Regions from separate parts of the Oryctolagus cuniculus genome. Here region 1 is linked to region 2. Evidence: chromatin contacts called from public Micro-C data. All regions are on one chromosome and are shown on one strand. Each heading gives the region's core, a stretch centred on a gene start, on an enhancer-like site or on the middle of the called end of the contact. The rest is flanking DNA. Distances are from core to core; before and after follow the strand shown. Region 1 has its middle 37 kb from the start of PHOSPHO1. Region 2 holds the start of PHOSPHO1 (phosphoethanolamine/phosphocholine phosphatase 1).

Evidence for each region. A called contact is a pair of places that touch in the nucleus more often than the background predicts.
Region 1: a contact with region 2 is called in a Micro-C map of ear pinna, with 3 times the contacts expected there. The contact joins the enhancer-like site here to the promoter of PHOSPHO1 in region 2. A contact is called at or near these places in 4 of 6 Hi-C or Micro-C datasets (ear pinna, psoas muscle, skin fibroblasts and 1 more).

What each region holds. Positions count from the first base shown.
Region 1 is chr17:25,356,834-25,359,533 of mOryCun1.1, reverse strand. No RefSeq gene overlaps it. Among named protein-coding and RNA genes, the nearest start is that of PHOSPHO1, 37 kb to the right of the region's middle. Within about 2 kb of position 1,378, at least 1 of the 8 cell types and tissues checked has an H3K27ac peak or open chromatin away from gene starts, as enhancers often do.
Region 2 is chr17:25,320,290-25,322,989 of mOryCun1.1, reverse strand. It overlaps PHOSPHO1 (phosphoethanolamine/phosphocholine phosphatase 1), which reads left to right and starts at 1,391. Exons shown (of 4, transcript XM_008271329.4): 1 at 1,391-1,757. It overlaps LOC138846109 (a long non-coding RNA gene), which reads right to left and starts at 1,358. Exons shown (of 2, transcript XR_011383500.1): 1 at 1,277-1,358; 2 at 830-1,101.

The DNA of each region.
Region 1 (2,700 bases), core at 129-2,628, 37 kb before region 2:
TAGAGGATGGGCTTGGGCAAGGCTCGGAGGAAAAGGAGGCTCCATGCCTGTCCCGATGTGGAAGCTTTGGCTTCAGCCAGCAGTCTTGTTCAGAAAACCACGCGACCACCATTTCCCACAGGGTCGCAGATCCAGAAGGCAGGCCGTTTGTTCGCATGGTGGCGGGCCACGGCCTTTACAGGGGCTTCCTCTGCACCGTGTCGCTTTGCGTGTGACTCGGTGGCAGAGGTACCGTCGCCGTGTTCCCAGAGTTTTTCATGTCTTTATGAGGGCCATGTGGTTTACACCTTTTTGTCCGTCTGTCTGTCTCGCGCTCTCACCCCATGTTGTCTCACTGAAACTCCTGTCTCTCTGTCCTCGAGTGCCTTCAGAAAGCCAGCATCCTGGAACATTCTTTTCCTGGTCTCAATCCTACCTCTACTTCATCCGCCCCGAGCACCGGCGGTGGGTTCAGCTCCATGAGCTGGTGACAGCCACGGGCGGGGGCTTTGGACGCGTCTCATTTTTAGGTTGCATTTTCTGCTTTTGTTTCTATCTTTTATTTTTTCACATATCACGTCTCCAGGGTTGGAAGAGTTCATCCTTAACTCTTTCTTTCTGCAAGGTTATCTTTTCTCACCTGAAGTCTTCCTGAATGCCCACCCTCTCTGATGCTGCTGTCGCTGCCTCCTGGTCCTTCATGAACATTTTGCAAAGGTACCCAGGAGTTTCCTTTAGATGAGTTGAGGCTCGCTTGCAGGTGCGTGCGGAGCAGGTCCCTGGCTGATGCTGCATCTGCCTGCCCCGCCCCGCCCCGCCCCTGGCCCTCGGAACGTGAGCTGCTTTCCTCCTTGTCCTCTGGTGCACTCTACAAGCATAGCAGGTGCGTGGCATGTGAAGGGTGTCAGGAGAGGAGGTCGCAGCATGTTCTCATGTGACGTGAGCGCCTGGCTTCCGGGCTTCCCTGCTGTCCGTTCCCAACACGGAAAAGGAACCACCTCCTGAAAATGAGGACATTGGACCGTAGGTGAAGGAAAGCTGTTGAGTGTCCCAGCCTTAGTCAGAAATCCTTCCTAGCTGGCTTAGAATCTCCTGCCTCTTTCCTTAACAGTAGCAGTACTCAGGTTCTCAAAGCTGACTAGTCCCCCGGAGGTGGGAGGCGTTAACCCTCTCTGGTTGCACCCCATCACGAAGGCATCACGGGCTATCTAGAATGGAAAGACTAGTTCACGGCCTGCAAAAGGTGGCTTTCTAGGTGGCAGAGGTCGGTAACGAGGGTGTCTTGTTGTTTCAGAGTTTGCATTCCCAGGAACTCTGCCTCCTGAGCAGTGCCCCGCCCCGGGAGGCATCCCCTTCACGTCTGTTGCTTTTCTCTGCAGAGTCCCAGATGGGGACACAGTGGTGAGGCCGCTGGTCCCATGCCTTCCGCTAGGGGCAGAGGCGTGTCCTGCCCCTGACAAGTATCCCCATGGCTTTTGAGTTCCCAGGGTACTTGGACGCGACTACGGTTTCTCTGGTGAGCTGGGACCTGCCACGTGGTGTTTGTGGGACATGCAGGACACAGGAAGGGGACAGGAAAGGGTGGAAGCTGAGCCTGATGCTCGCGCGGGCTGGTTTTGCCGACCTGGAGAGTCTGTACTGGGTGCGGGGACTAATCAAGTTGTTTCTGAATAAACACAGCTTCCTCCCCGCCTGTCTTTTACAGGTGAAAGGGGCCAGGTGGTCAGGGGGAGAGATTCTAGCTCACATCTTGCAGGGGCTTCGAGACTATGTCTTGTTGCATTTCAGAGTTGCTGGGAAATACTCGGTTCTCTCAGGACTCCGAACTCTCCTAGAAATACCTCTTTAGGCTTGACCATTCAGCACATTAGGTTAACTAGAAAGGGTGTGGTGGAGTCTTGGTGTTTCCTTCTCAGATTGTATCCCCGCGGGTACGTATGCAGTTTCAGCAAACTGGATGAACTGTCCGTCATCCCTAAGTTTGTGCATTTTACTCATTCTTCGCTTGCTGGGTAGGACTCCCTTCTGTCAGCAGTGTTGGCTTTGTCCACAAGGGGGCAGTAAAGTACTTTACCTTCTTTACACTCAGCCTTCTAAAGCTCCGTTTTCAGATCTCCTCTGGACTGTCCCTCATTACTAAATCCAGTAGTTGCTCAGCCCTTGTGATGCAAGCAAAGGGTGATGTGCAGGTCTGGGGTCCTTGTGGGTCTGGCATCATCGTCTGTCCTGCTGGTGCCCTGCCACTGAGAGGCAGGGCCTTGCCCTTGGGGATCCGTTGTGTACCGTGAAGCAGGAGGCGGCCCAGCGGGGGCACTGTCACATCTCGGAGAGGGACTGGAGTGTGAGTGGGGGCACCCTCTCCACTCTGCCCCAGTCCGCCATCAGTCACGCCCAGGCCTGCGGCCGGTGCTGCTCCATGCTGGAACCCAGGGCTCGCCCTGCATTGGTGGCCTGGCTTGGGGCTGTGCGTGGTCATCAACTCTCTGACCTCAAGTGCTCTGATTGCGGTAGACAGGTCAGAGTGAGCGAAGGGGCAGCCCTGGAGCCAGGAGGTGCCACACCTGCCCCGGCCTCTACACCATGCACCGCGGTGTCTCCTTGTAACTCCAGCGCCCAGCGTGGCGGGGTCTAGGGGGCAGGCGGCCAGATGCGACTTGTTTGCTTTGATCTTTGTTTTCCCGACAGAACTGAACTCACGTGCACTTTTCCTCATTTCGAAAA
Region 2 (2,700 bases), core at 142-2,641:
TGGGTACCGGGGAAGGGAGGGGCGTTTGTGACACCAAATGAGACGGTGTGAGGTGACAGGTGGAATTCCAGCGTTACCACCCACCAGCAGGGTGACCCCAGCAAGCTCCAGCCCTGGAGCCTGGATTACCCAGCAGGAAAATGAGCCCGGGCCGGCAGGCACGCGGCACCTGGTACATCGCAGGGTGGCGGCTGCCAGGAGCTGCACCTGCAAGATTACTTCAGCTCCTCATCAGTGCTCAGGACTTGCAGGGCGGCAGAGCAGGGATGAGGCGGGCGCCCCCCACAGCAGGGAGGGTCTGGGATGGGGAAAGGCGTTGTGAAGGAGGTGGTCTTAGGGAGAGGAAATCAGGGTGGGCTGGTTCCAGGACCGTGTGAGGAGAGAGGAGGTGGAAGGCGCTGGGTTTCAGGAAGGGTACTGCAGCTCTTAGTGCTTGGGCCCCGTGGCACGGGTGGGAACTACAGCCGGTCCGTCTCCAGCCCCAGGCATAGAAATCAGGTGAATTCCTCGCAGATCCGGGTCCCTCTCTTCCAGCCCCGGGTCTGGCTCCCTCCCCGGACAGCGCCCGGGGCAGTCTCAGGAAGGGCGGGAGTCAGACACCACCCCCACCTCCACCCACGACCCTGGCTGTGAACCCTGGGCAAATCCTTTCTCCTGCGGGTGGTAAACACCGCGCCGCGAAGGTGGCAGTGGCGCCCAACGCCCGCTTCGTAGTGTCCCCAGCCAAGCCGAGTTTCACCTCCCCCCCACAAGCACAACCTCACCTGCGTGCGGCGAGGGAGGGGCGCGGAACGGGGGGAAAGGCCGACTGCGGCCGGGAACGGACGCGGAGGAGGAAGCGGGTTTTATAGACAACACCGTCTAGGCAGGGACGACCCAAGCGGGGACCCCAGCCGGCGTCTGCGACTTAGGGGAGCGGGAGAACCCCTCCTCCCGGCCATCTCGGGTCGCTGGGACTCTGCCTGGAGGGCAGAGGGCACCTGGCTCCGCACACGTGGAAGAGGCACTGCTGTCCCGGGCCGGGTCAGCCCGTGCCCGCCGCCCGGCTGGAGGAACGAAGCTTGGGACCGGCTCGGGGTGGAGGGTCTTTCTGCGAACGCTCTGGATCGGGGCCCGGCAGGCGGAGGTTGAGCAAGTGCACTGCCCCGGCATTTCCAGGTGTGCTCGCAGGGGCGCTCCGCAGCTGTCCCCAGGCGCGGGGACGAGGTGCCCCCCACCCCCGCTCCTTGGGAGGGACGCGAGCCCTCCCACCCCTCTCCGCGGCGCCCAATCCCACCTTGGCTCCGCGCTCCCGGAGCCCCTGGGGCAGCCTGGAGGCGTGGCCCGCCGGCGGCCCGCCCCTTTGATGTGCGCCGGCGCCGCCGCGATTGGCCGGCCGCTTGTGACGTGCGGGGACTGCGGTGGGCCCGGGTGCTGCAGCAGCCGCAACGCCGGCCGCGGCTCGGGCTCCGGCTCCCCGGCATTTAAAGGGGACGCGGCGGCGGCGGCGGCGGCGGCGGCGGCGGCCCGGGGGGATGGGGGGCAGGTGGAGGGGACGGCCCAGACGCACATCATCCACGGTCCCTCGGGACTAGAGGGACTCGTGAGCTGGAGCCCAGCAATCTGGGGGTGGATAAGACACCACGTCCCCTCCAATCCCCGTAAGCACCCCTTGCTCCATTCTGCGCCCCATTGCCTTAGCCAGCCCCCTTGCCCACTCGGTACTCTGCAAACTCAGCCAGGACAGACTCTGCTGCCGCCGCCGCCCCCGCTCCCACGTGAGTCCTGGGGAAGGGCTGGGGTCCCGGCGTGGGGTGGGCACTGTGTACACTTTGAGGACGCTCCTCCCGCGCGGGGCGGTGGAGGAGTCCCTGGAGGAGAGGAATGACTCCCCTTCCCTCTCCTGCCCCGGGAACGCGGCGCCCGGGCACCCCTTCGTTCCGCGGCTCCGCCGAGCCAAGGAGTCGGTGTCCCTTGCCGCCGGCCACCCACAAGCCCTCCTGTCCCCGAGCCGCGCGCCCCCCGCCCGCAGTGGAGCGGGGAGCCCGCCAGCTGGGGATGTGCCAGAGTGCCTGCTTTCCAGTCACCTCTAAAAATATCTCTCCCCCCTCCCCCACGGGCGGCTGCCACCTCCTGTCCCTACCCGGTGGGGATCCCCTCTGGGCGTATCCGCCCTGGTAGGGAGAGCCCTGGGTAACTGCTGGTCCCAGCTCCTCACTGGCACCAGGGCGTGGGTCTCTCACCTTCCGCTGGTCGGGACAGCCTAAGGGGGTCCCTAGCTGGGAGTCTCCCAAAAGGCTCCGGAGGATCTAGAGTTCTAGTGATTCAAATGCTGTGTGACCCCGGGATGCTAGCCTGGCCTCTCTGGGCCTTTTCCTCCCTCTTTGCTTCTTGGTGGTGATGGGCACTGTCTGAGGGAGTGAATTCCAGCTGAGTGGCAGGGTTTGATTTGTAGTGATTGCGATGGAGGAGGCAGCGCGGGCTCTGATTGGGATTTCTGGGTCCTCACTGTCCCAAAGCTTCCCCGGAGCTCACCCCACCCCTGAAGAGGGAAAGCGGGAACTCAGGGCTTCTGTAGGGAGGGGTGCCCCCCCTCGCCCCTTGGCACCTCCCACCCCCTCCCCCTCTGACCCTAAGCGCATTTGCATGAAAGGCCGGGAGGATTTCTTGATTGGACTAGCAGGGAACTCCCTGCCACCTCCTGAAGCTCCCTTCTCGCTC